Regions from separate parts of the Mus musculus genome. Here region 2 is linked to region 1. The links are chromatin contacts, called in public Hi-C maps. All regions are on one chromosome and are shown on one strand. Each heading gives the region's core, a stretch centred on a gene start, on an enhancer-like site or on the middle of the called end of the contact. The rest is flanking DNA. Distances are from core to core; before and after follow the strand shown.

What was found. A called contact is a pair of places that touch in the nucleus more often than the background predicts.
Region 2: a contact with region 1 is called in a Hi-C map of double positive thymocytes, with 4 times the contacts expected there. The contact joins two enhancer-like sites. A contact is called at or near these places in 1 of 39 promoter capture datasets (macrophages), 1 of 15 datasets of contacts at CTCF or cohesin (CD8 T cells), 46 of 484 Hi-C or Micro-C datasets (CD4 T cells, CD8 T cells, CD8 central memory T cells and 28 more), 16 of 115 datasets of contacts at active chromatin or transcription factors (CD8 T cells, the HPC-7 cell line, T-cell acute lymphoblastic leukemia and 12 more) and 5 of 9 other capture datasets (adipose tissue, bone marrow-derived macrophages, embryonic stem cells and 2 more).

The regions. Positions count from the first base shown.
Region 1 is chr13:101,530,124-101,536,530 of GRCm38.p6, reverse strand. No RefSeq gene overlaps it. Among named protein-coding and RNA genes, the nearest start is that of Gm36475, 7.0 kb to the left of the region's middle. Within about 2 kb of position 3,385, at least 42 of the 459 cell types and tissues checked have an H3K27ac peak or open chromatin away from gene starts, as enhancers often do. A contact at or near this core is called in CD8 T cells, CD8 central memory T cells, DN2 thymocytes and 8 more, where this site is marked.
Region 2 is chr13:101,697,986-101,703,690 of GRCm38.p6, reverse strand. It overlaps Pik3r1 (phosphoinositide-3-kinase regulatory subunit 1), which reads left to right. Exons shown (of 16, transcript NM_001077495.2): 5 at 851-982; 6 at 1,779-1,980; 7 at 2,165-2,244. Among named protein-coding and RNA genes, the nearest start is that of Pik3r1, 67 kb to the left of the region's middle. Within about 2 kb of position 1,435, at least 44 of the 459 cell types and tissues checked have an H3K27ac peak or open chromatin away from gene starts, as enhancers often do. A contact at or near this core is called in CD8 T cells, CD8 central memory T cells, DN2 thymocytes and 8 more, where this site is marked.

The DNA.
Region 1 (6,407 bases), core at 2,136-4,635:
CTGAAGGAAAGGAACAGGCCTTCAGGTCTGAAGAAGAGCTTCATTAGGAGAGACAGATGTCATGGATAGCATGACATGGGCCCTTCAGGAAGAGACAGACCATTCAGTTCTGAAGGACAAAGGCAGTCCATTGCTATTATAGGTTTTGTCCATATCACAGGATCAAGTGTATATGCCAAGTCACAAAATAGAAATTTACTAGATAAAAGTAATGTTATAATTCAAGATTTTCCTGGGCCTAGGTATCAGGGTTGGGCTTATATCTACAAAAGGAAGGAAGACTGTAAGCTAAAAGGAGGCTTGCTTATCAACTCGATCCAGGGATCTACAGAGGACATAGCCTGATCTTTGGTGGAGAGAGAAAGTGACAGCTTGAAGCATCTCTGAGCTAACATAAGTGCTAGAGAAACTTTATTAAAAACAAACAAACAAACAAAAACAAAACAACAAAAACTACTTGCTGAAGAGTTTAATTCAGTTTTCTAACACATCCCATTTCCTAAGACATATCTTAGAACTAATAAATAGTCCTAGAATCATATTTGCAGAGCCCAAAATACACTCCCAGAAACCTTTCTAAGGTCCACAACTTAAAAGAGCCTAGGTTACTATGGGCACAGATAACTCTACCTTCCAGGAGTCCCTGCCTAGGCAAATAGGCTCCTATATAGCGGTTGGGTAGGTCAGTCGGTCTGAATGACACTGACTTCAGAATTACTAGGGGACACTTTGTAAAAATGCATATTCTTTGGCTGCATTCCCAATTGGTTGAGCAAGAGAAGAAGGTCAGAGCTGTGCATTTTAAATGAGCACCGCAAGCATCAAACTAAAGTGTAGGTGCACTGGCTGGGTGTTGAGAATTGATGTCAAGCAAGTGGAGGAGACAGGCCTCTCCCTCCTCCCTTCCCAATGCAGCCCCCAGAAATGATTTAGGTCATGAACTAGAGACTCTGGAATGAGAAAGGAATCCTTGCTACCCATCCCCCTAGGTGGCTTTAGGAGACTGCCATTCATTGTCATTTGTGTGAGCTCCTTTAATGAACAGACTGCTTTCCTTTGGCTTGTTGAGACCCTGACCTCCCCAGAGTGAGCATCTGGACTATGGCAGATGCTGCTAAAAGGTGTCCCTTAAGAAAACTTCACTTCCAACCTCCTGCCATGCCCACATAAAAATACTCAGTGTGTGGTGGCACTGAAGGAAAAAAACTATGTGGGGTAGCGAGTCCCCCCCAGGACTGGAGGTCAGAAATGGATGGGGTTAGCCTTTCACTGTGAGAAGGGCATTTTGGAGATGGATGGTTTGCCCAAGAGACTCCTGGTGTTCCTGTTATTAGTACTAAGTCTGCTTGAGGGCATAAGGGGCCAGAGTCCTTGCTCTAATCTTTTGGAATTTAAATGCTGCCTTCTGGGCTGCCCGGATAAGCTCAACCTCTGGTTCTACAACATAGAAATCTCGAAGGTTATGACCCCTCCAAATGCTACCGTGCCTCCCTGGAAGGAGTCTGGGATCCTATCTTGAGCTAGAACTGTTTGTCTCCTGAGGAGACTGGAGCTGTTTGCTTGTTATTTCTCGCATGCTGGTTTATAAAACATGTGGGATTTCACCGTGCCTTTTGTAAGTCTCTGTGGCTAGCTATCTGCATGTGCTGAATAATAAAATAGTTATCTTTATTTCTACCTTGGCTGGAGAGCTCTTTGTTTGCTGCCTGAAACCTCCAGCTGTTCTATAGCAGAATGGAAGTCAGACACTCCACGCTGGGCAGAACTGTGACCGTCGGGAAGACACTGGATACTATTCATTTGCTATGGCCCTTGGGAGCTGGGTGTCAGGGAGTTGAAGAGAAAGGATGAAGAGCAGGAGCTCATTGAGCATGCGCAGTTAGTGTGGTGGATGGGCGGGGTGAAGCCCCTTCCAATGTAGATGCTTTTTCTCTCTCTCCTTCACGGAATGACATAGCTTACCACTTTAATGAGTGGAAAGTCCACTTTCACATTTTCTCTGCTTCCCACCCCCCTTTCCTTCATTTGGGAAGAGAAAAGAAGCAAGGTAGGAAGTTGTATAGCTCAAGAGGAATAAGGATGGAGTTTAGGGACCAGTTCTCTGGATGCAGGCTGGATGTGGGAGTCATCTTGTTTCCTGGGCCTGGGCATCACCAAATTCAATGGCTGTCCTACCCTAAAATTCCACTTTGTTTTCCCCGTCCTAATACTGCATGTCCACTCTGCTCCAGTACCAGAGGCAGAGGGGTGTGTTTAACAAATTCAGAAAAGTGACTGGATGGTCACAGGACGTGACTCTCCGGCAACAATTATCTGTGTTGTAAACTGTGTGTTCAAAGAAAGATGTGGTTGGGGTGTAGGGGCCATAACAGCTCTCCTGTCACTTAGCTCTGGTCTCTTCAAATGGTGGTCTAATAGCATGTCTGGCTGGATTCCATGGTTTCTTCCTTCCTTCCTTCCTTCCTTCCTTCCTTCCTTCCTTCCTTCCTTCCTTCCTTCCTTCCCGCCCGCCCGCCCGCCCTCTCCTCTCCTCTCTCTCTCCCTTCCTTCCTTCCTTCCTTCCTTCCTTCCCTCCCTCCCTCCCTCCCTCCCTCCCTCCCTCCCTCCCTCCCTCCCTTCCTTCCTTCCCTCCCTCCCTCCTCCCTTCCTTCCCTCCCTCCCTTCCTTCCTCCCTTCCTCCCTCCCTCCCTTCTTCCGTCCTGCCTTCCTTCCCTCCTTCCCTCTCTCTCGTTCTTTCTTTCTCTCTTTCTTTAAAGGAAGTTGCTAAGTGGGAGGGCAATGTGATTTTAAGATGGCTTCATTATAATCTTAATTACATACCTCACATAACTGGCTCTGGGAGACTCACCATCTGATGAAACTTCTCTCAGTTCCACTTCACTGTATACAATGGTCACTATTGCTCTTCTCTACGAGTGTCCAGTCTTCCAGGTGAAGACCCACAGGACCCTTTAAGGAACAGGATGAAAGAATCACAGTATCCCAGGATCTCTGTGACACTGCCCACTGTCCATTGGGCAGACCAACATCTGCAAGCAGAACGCAGGCAACACCTTCTGACTACCAGGGTGTCCTAGCTGCCTGCCTCTGGATAGGTCTTGCTGGGGTTTCCCTATATTCCTAGGCTCTTTTTTGACATACTGACCTATTTTTTACCTCTTTCTGTCCGGAAGTAGATGTTTCTCAGGGGGTATGAATCTTTTTTTTTTTTTAAATCCGTAACAATGCAGGCAATCCCCAAACATCACACACTTTGTACTTGTTCAAAGTCCTTGAACCGGCTTTGAGAAAACTTAACAAAGCCGTTACCCCTGGCTTCACACCTGGTGTGAGGCTGCAGAGCCTGAAATATTACTTGACAAACCACTTCAAAGTTTACCACAGGGACAGGAGCACAAAAACCTCTTCCCTCTAACTATCACGTATCTTTCCTTACAGCTGAGTAATACACCCCACTGTACAAACTGAGATCCAGTGTTTCTGAGTTAGGCCAAAGCTGATGCCGTGTCAGAGAGCAGTTTGATCCTTCTCATTAGTCAGCTGAGTGTTACCACATGTAATAAATCAAGGAGAGCTGCATGCCTCCTTACAGAAGGAGTTTTCCTTCATTCTCTACCACAACAAGCCAGTAGTAATTTATATACTGGAGACCAGTAGCACAAATCCTGATAAGTAACCACTCAACCCAAGCCAACTGCCCCTGTTATCCATTATAGAACTTAGAAACCCACTCATAAGAGCCAATCATGCTGCCATCAGATTTATCTATTTTTTTCTTCCCCAAGTAACATCTCTCCCATTAGGCTGGATGATGCTAGTGGGCATGTGTATTCCTTTAAGATGTTGCAGTGTGTTTGAAAAGTAAATGAGTTAAATGTGCACAAGGTCTGAATTCCTTTCCACTACGGTAGAGATAACTTAAATGTTACATGTGTTCAGATTGGCTATTTATTTTAATTGGCTTCATAGTGCTTTTAGCTGAAGCAAGAAGTTCTAGTGGGGTTCTCAGAAGCCAGGCCAGGCATGAGGGATGGCTTTTATTAGTGGGCACAGTGGCAATGGGCAGCATCCTACCAGCTCAAGTGAGAAAGTAATAGCAGAGATGTTTCCATGCTGTTAGTAAAAACACATTGGAAAGAGGGAGACACTATTCCAAAATAAGCACAAATGAGTAGACACAATTCGAAAATACCACCAGTGAACAGGATATACAACCAAATGTTTGGCTACTATCTTTAAAAAAAAATGGTGCTAGGAACATTAGTGATCTACCAAATGGTACCAGTGTAGAAGGTACGATTTGGACATTTAGGGGAACTGAGCAAGAATATTGAGAAAAGACAGTCTGTACTTTGAAAGAGCTTGCTGTAGTTTTGAATTAAGAAAGTGACCAAAAAAGGAACCAGAGGAAGATGCCCAAGGTTCCAGAGGGCCCACCAAAGGAACTGTAGAACTAGGAGACCCAGGCTGCTCCAGACATTTGCCAAGGGATGTAATGTTAGATAGCTAGAGTGTCACTAGCAAACGTTTGTAAGGTAATCCCCAAAGCAGTTATCCTTACGCTACAGAAATGAAGTGCAAGTGTTCTGCACAAAAGGTCTGACTATCTGCCCTTTCTTTCCACTGCTGCCCATCCCTACCCCACTCTTATGCTCTGGCCCAGGGTACTTACCCTTGAGTTTCCCAAACAGAACCATCTTTACACTCCCCTACCTCTTCTAGTTAGCATCCTAACCTCTCAGGTCTCAGGGCAATGGGTTCAACTTCTGAAAAACCACCTTCAATCCTATGACTAAAAAAAGATACCTGGCTCACAGACCTGTATTCTACATTGAGACCCAAAGATCCCACTTTGTAATTACTCTCCTGTGGCAGTTGGCATACATCTCTCCCTGATGCTCTGCACATGCCACAAAGAGGACACCACAACTGGCTCACATGCCTTGGTGTCCCCAGCACCAAGCACACACTTGACACTTAACAAGTATTCAGAAAATGCTACGTGGCTTCATAAATGATTCAGTCAACCATTCTCCTCATCAAGGCAGCTCAGGAGAGGGAACAGGCTGTGTATCCTTGAGCAAATGGCTTGCTCTCCCTCGTCTTCAATTTCCTTATCTTTGATATGCTTTAACATGTCATCAATAATGCACCTAGCTCTGGGGTTGCTTTAAGGATTAAGTACTACATGCAAACCACTGGATGAGTATCCAGTCCTAATCATGTTCTGTAAATGTTTATTGTTGGTGTCTCTGTTTAACCTTTTTCTTTCTCATCTACAAACTGATGGGTTTGAAGGTTCTTGGTTGCTTTAAACTTGCTGACTCCTACCTATCCCTAGAAGAAAAGTTCTTTGTTCTCTGGATTTCTCAACTTGGCAACTTTAACCACCCTCTATTAACCTTTTTTTTTTTAAAGCCCCAGTTAAAAAATTCTACAGGAACAAGTAATGACTCATCGCCTTATAATAATATGCATGCATTTACGGCATGGCGAGAATGACTTTCTGAACTTGCATTTCATCTACCAAGCTGTTCATTTTTTCTTAAAGGATTCTGGGAAGTGCAAAGCAGGATGGTTTGGAATGATAAAACTTATTTTCATATGTAGTTCCAAAGAGAGTTGTTGGATTTGGGTTTTGTTTATTTGGTTTTACTTTTGAGGGTCTAAGAAGAGGGCAAATATACAAGCCCTTAACAGAGGGAAAAACAGAAAACTAAGAATAAAATAGTTGTATTAATGCAAGCCAAAAAATTTGATAGAGATCTGCATTATACTTTGTACCTTGCTGGCTATACCATAGATCATTCAGATCTCAATGCACATATAAGAAATTACATTTGTTGCCCAATAGCTGTGGATTAGATGTGTGAGACCCTACCTCTGAAATCAGACTGTGATCTCATTACACTATGTAGATACCTTCATGCCCATTTTAGTTATAAGGAAGTTGAGACTTCATGGCATAAGATTAAAACCTTGAAAGTCACCTCGTTCTCTACATCCCAAGCCAATGCCTGGTGGCCACAAAGCAATGTAGACTTCATGAAGAGACACACGACTCTGCTTTTGTTACCTTCCATGTCCTTAAAGTGTGAGCAATGCTCTGTGCTTGTTTCCCATAAGTACATCCTTATTGATAATGTCAATAAAGTGCATTTCATCATCTACTTGGAAAGGATCCGTCCCTGTCCCGACAGTATTTGCCTTCTAGATGGGGCAGAACAATGCACCACAGTGTCCACAGGCTTCTCATTTGTCACTGGGACCTTTCCTATTTGGATCGCACTTCCTTCTTCCCAGACTTCAGCAAACAAAATATCTTGGTCCAAACAATCATTTCTATAATGGAAGCAGTTGTACTGGTAAGCACCTTCTACCCACATTCTTGTGTTTTATTTTTCAGT
Region 2 (5,705 bases), core at 186-2,685, 170 kb before region 1:
GACAGCTACAGTGTACTCATATAAATAAAATAAATAAATCTTAAAAAAAAAAAAAAAGATTTGGGAAAACCTGGGGCTTCTCTTCTTCCTGTAGTGGTTCGAGGAGACGCTGATTGTATGGTGAGCTATTTCCAGGACAGAGCCTCCTCAGCCACAGCAGAACCACTCCAGAAAACTGAATAAAATGTATTTCTCGCACAGCCTCACAGGCTGGAAATCCAAGATGATGAAGGTTTAGGCCTTGTTCGCTTCCTTTGAGATTCCCTTTCTAGGCTCCCCAACAGCCGCCTCTCAGTGTGTCTTTCTGAGGCCTTTCCTCTGTTCCCGTAGTCCCTGTGTCTGTGTCTGTGTCTGTGTCTGTGTCTGTGTCTGTGTCTGTGTCTGTGTCTGTGTCTTTGTCTTTTTTTTATAATGATGCCAGTTAGCGGTCTTAGGGTCCACTCTAATAACCTTGTTTAATCAAATCACCCCTTACAGGATCTCTCTCTAAACCGTGTTCTTTCTGGAAAACTGGGCCTTTGACTTTTAATACAGGCATGGAGAGGATGCCACCTTAGCAGTGCAGAGTATTAACTGATCAGTAACAGTGGCATATTTTTGTTGTTGTTGTTGTTGTTGCCCCAAGACATATGGGATTAACGTGATAGTTAAAGGCGGATTGTGAGACAGAACTCCATGAGGAAAAGCTGTTCTGTCCCAACTTCAGGAATGAAACAGTGGTCAGTGTGCCATGCTTCTGTTCTGCATCGCTCCCTTCCCTGTGTCTCGTTTAAGTCCCACACTTGGAAAACTGGCCCAACAGAAAGTCTGAGTGCCTCTTACATGGTTTCTTACATTGTTTCTCTTCCAGATGCCGCGTCAGTGGACTTGGAGATGATCGACGTACACGTCTTAGCAGATGCTTTCAAACGCTATCTCGCCGACTTACCAAATCCTGTCATTCCTGTAGCTGTTTACAATGAGATGATGTCTTTAGCCCAAGGTTGGTTCTCTCTTTTCAGACCTCTCGGAATGGATACTGGGATGTAGGTATACTTGGCACTCTAGGAGGCGCCAACGGCCCTGTATAAGTAGGAGGTGTTGAGAAAACACTAAACTGCCACCCCAGATCTCCTTTACCACACAGCATCTGATAGAAGACACCCTATTGTGTTTGCTCAGAAGCCTGCCCAAGTGAGAAACTGGCTAACTGTTAACTTTTTGATCACTCTCTGCAAAGACCACTGCAGCTAGGCAGGCCACAGCCATCTAGCACCGGATTCGGAGATCCAGTACTAGAGTGCACGATGGGGCATATTTTTGCCCTCTTCCCTGAACACCCAGAACAAAATGTGTCGAGGGTGGAAGACTCAGCATCGGGAGCCGAGGCTCTGCTCAGTGCTTTGGGGACAGGAAATTGTGGTCCGTGACCTTCAAAGTATAACCTGTGCTACTTATCTGATGATCCGAGGAAGTAGCCAATCACGCTTGGTGCTGCCTGATGGAGGCCAGGCTTCTGAGAGCACACCCAGAACAGTCTGTGGGTTTTTTTTTTTTTTTTTTTTTTTTTTTTTTACAAAAAGAGTTGTCTTGTATTTCATTTGACCTGAGAACTTTACTTTCTCACAATGCATTTCTTACTAAGAAGGACAAATGTCCTAGGTACCTTTCCTGAAGATGTCTGTGTGCACCTCCTCGTGTAGCTAAGGGAGAGAGAAGAAATGGTCAAAGCGTTGGCTCACCGGCACCTACACCTAGCCTTACTCTGTTTCCTGTTTTGTTTTGTTTTGAACCTGCAGAACTACAGAGCCCTGAAGACTGCATCCAGCTGTTGAAGAAGCTCATTAGATTGCCTAATATACCTCATCAGTGTTGGCTTACGCTTCAGTATTTGCTCAAGCATTTTTTCAAGCTCTCTCAAGCCTCCAGCAAAAACCTTTTGAATGCAAGAGTCCTCTCTGAGATTTTCAGCCCCGTGCTTTTCAGATTTCCAGCCGCCAGGTAAGTGAAGGATGAAAAGAAGGTTCGGACGGTATGGGTGAGAGCTGATGAGTGGCCCTAAATTGATGCCTCACAGATGCACGTTTTCTGGGGACTTACTTCACACACATCAATAGGATGTAGATGAATGAAAAGAGAATTACTTTTAGAAATGATGGTTCTCACAAAATGCTCTTTGTTGCAGCTCTGATAATACTGAACACCTCATAAAAGCGATAGAGATTTTAATCTCAACGGAATGGAATGAGAGACAGCCAGCACCAGGTAAGGCTCTGCAACATTTGACATTCACTTCCGGCTCAGCTTTTTTGGACCTTGAAATCGGTGGTTTCTAGCTCCTTGGAATTAACACAGATCTCTGCAATCCATAGTAATATGCTAATTTATGGTTCATGGAAAAATAACAGTGGTGGTATTTGTGAAATGTCATATGTCGGGTTTTGCAGGTTTTAAGCTACCTTGGTTTTACTTTTTTATTTTTTATTTTTATTTAATTTACTAGCTTGATACAAGGTCTCACCATGTAGTCCAGGCTGGCCTTGAGCTCACTTTGTAGCAGAGGTTAGCCTTGACCTCAAGATTCCTTCATGTCTCCATCTTTTTGTCTCAGATGAGAATAGAGAGAGCTCCCTGGGCCTTCCACCACTTAGGCTTCGGGCTGCTGAATAAATTTATGGAGTTTGTTGCAGCTGTTGACATTTTGTTGTTGTTGTTGTTGTTTTTCCAAATCTTACAAAGTAGGGGGATTTATAATTACTATATAATTTAAAGTATTTTGGAGTGTGTGCTTTGGAAGTGACTATACCAAGAAATGTCTGTCAAAATAAACATTTTCAGTAACGCAGGCGGTATGAAAGCAGTGTTCTGCTGGGGCTGTTTAGACCAAGCCAGATGCCATTCTAAAAGCAGGTGGGCCTTCAGCTAGCCATTTAAGTCCAGGAAGTTCAGGAAGCAGGAAGAGCCTGGACCAAAGAGTTCAAACAACCTGTGATCCAGTAGCAGTTAGCTTACTGGGCTGGCCTTTTAGATTGATTGTCAGCCCTTAGCAGGAGAGCATAGTTGCAGGGCCAAGAGATAAGTTCTGCTTGTACTCCTCCTCGGTGCCAGGCTTTTCAATGGAGTACCCTGCTTCTTCTATCTGTGATGGGTAACTCACGAAGATTAGCACCGCTGTGTGAGCAGCCAGGGGGTCAGAGCATCCTACCGTGCGTTTCTGTCTGTCATTGCAAGGTCAGCTGTGGCTCTTTGCATCTGGATGAGACAGCTTGAGAGAGGTCAGGTCTTGGGCTCAAAACATGGATGAGCACCCAGGATGCAGGACCTGGAAAGAGGTTCTGTGGACTGGCTCAAAATATGGTACCTAGAGATGATGGATGAATGGTATATTCCAAAAGTTCCAAACCACAGCAGACAGCATTTAACCAGGGTGCCCAGAGCTATAGACAGTGCATCAAGGAACCTCAGCCTAGCTTGGGATTTGAGGCCAAGGGCATCACCCCATATGATCCTGAGTTTACTAGAGAATGGATTCAGGAGTGTTGGGTTATCCTTGGGAGCTGCTTTTGACCTTAACGGGGAAGAAAGAGTGTGGAGGCATGGATGTGGCTGTGAGCTATAGAGATTGCCTACCCTGAGACTCACCACACAGGCTAGGAAGGAAGAGGGGCACCAAGAATATTCAGGCCCTGAGCCAAAGGCCTGAGCTGCAAATGTTCACTTCCTCCTGCTTGCCTTTGGCTGTTTGTCGGAGAGGAGGCACAGCTGAGCTTTGTGTGCCCTGAAGGGCTTGGGATGGTGCCGAGTCGGGTGTGGGGAATCTGACGAGCTGGTCATCATGGTCTTCTTAATGGCACTCTCTGGCCTCATTGGGGAATATACATGGAAGCCCAAAGCCAGACAGGACTTTCACAAATGAATTGATTACTAAGGGCTTATTTGTCTGGGGAGGGGGGAGTTCACCACTGTAGTTTAATACAAATGGATTAAATGTCTTTTGTAAGGTTGACTTATAAGAGTAAGCACGTATCATCAGTATCCATTTTCATACTGCGGCTGATACACAGAAGAGGGCTACAGTGCCCTGCATAGACGCTTGTATACTAATTTCAAAGGAGGATTAGTTCCGTCAGCTCGGCCGAGGAATGACGGATTTGAACGGACTGGATTGTCCCAGTCCTTGTGCGGCTTCTTCAAAAGAGAGAGAGAAGAGAAAAAGAATTAAATCCAAGTAATTCTTAAGCCCTATGCGAGCCATTTTCACTTCATGCGGTATTTCTCAGCCACGATGAGCACTGTATAGGCCCCGTGGGACCAAATGGATGCTTCAGTGTCTCTCACCTGTGCAAACATTTCACTCTCCACCTACAAGAGGGTAAAAGAAGGTGCCTCCGTCCTGAGTCACCTTTGGGCTCTAGGATAGCTCCAGTGCTGTGATTGGTAGGGCACCCCCAGGCAAGGGTTTGGGTGTGTGTGACCCCAGTGGGAATGCAGTGCATTCCCAGAGGCCCTCGTCGCTAGCCCAGCACGAAAGAGTCCCTGAGGGCTTTGGAAGCTCACCTCCAGCACATCTCAAATGAATGCTCATAAACCAGTCGTTTAATAGAAACTGCTGCTCTGAACAGAAAGGAGTCGTTGAAGGATCCTTAAGTGGGGACTACAAGGAAGTATTTGTTGCAGGGCAGATTGTCTCTGGGCTGTTACCAGGTAGTACTTGGAATGATAATGCTGATGTCTGAGGCACAACTTAAATAAGGCCTGTTAAGACACAGTGTCTAAATACTAGCTGGGAGTGTACTTCTCCCAAGAGAAAGAGCTTTAGAGGTGCTGTTGGTGACATTTTAGGGTGATCAGATGAGTGGAGAAGTTCATGAAAGAGCACACCCCGAAAGGGGCCTTGAAAAGCAGATCCAGTTTTAACTGGAGGAAAGGAAAATAGCCTTTTGATTTGCAGGCAGATAGCGAATCAGGTTGTGGCAGGCTGTGCTCTCTAGGGTGTGTACACTCTCTAGGACATATGTACGTCGCCATTTCTTAATGTGTTTCTCCAAGCTGATCCACCAGGCATTGACACAAGGCCACTTTTTAAGTGACGGTGTTAATAAGGCATCACTGGGACGATGAGGAGACAAAGCTGAGAGGTTCGCTTTATGCTGCCCGACCAGTGTATGCCACACCTGGACCTGCCCAGAAGCTACCTTTGAGTTCAGCCTGTCCCATCTGCAGGTCATTACTGGATTAATCTGCCTACATTACTGGATCCATTACGAATCATGGGCCTGTTTTCAGTGTCTAATGAAAAGGCCTTCTGAAGTTCTCAGAAAGTATTGAGCTAACAAGGAGAGAGGGAAGATCTTAGGGCCATATGCAGCAAAGGATCCCAGTCCTATGTGGGTAGTTTGGGGGACAAATCTCCACGAGGTGTTTGTAGTGGAAGGAGAGTTGAACCTCTCTCCCTCGGTGGTTAGGATTTAACAAGCTGTGTGTCTTGGTGGGTGGAGTGGCCTAGGTGTCAACGCCACTCCCTCTGTCACCTTGCCAGTGTGCCCTTGCACAGTGTACAGAAAGTACAACCGTACACAGTGTTCCCAGTGCCATCCACTCTATCTGTGTCCCAACCAGTCCCGGTGTGCTTTCTCTGCAGGTTGTTAACATGGCCCATTCCCTGTGTGTGTTCTTCAGCCCCTGTTCCCTTATCTTAAACTGCCCTGTGGTTGTTGGTTGTTTGC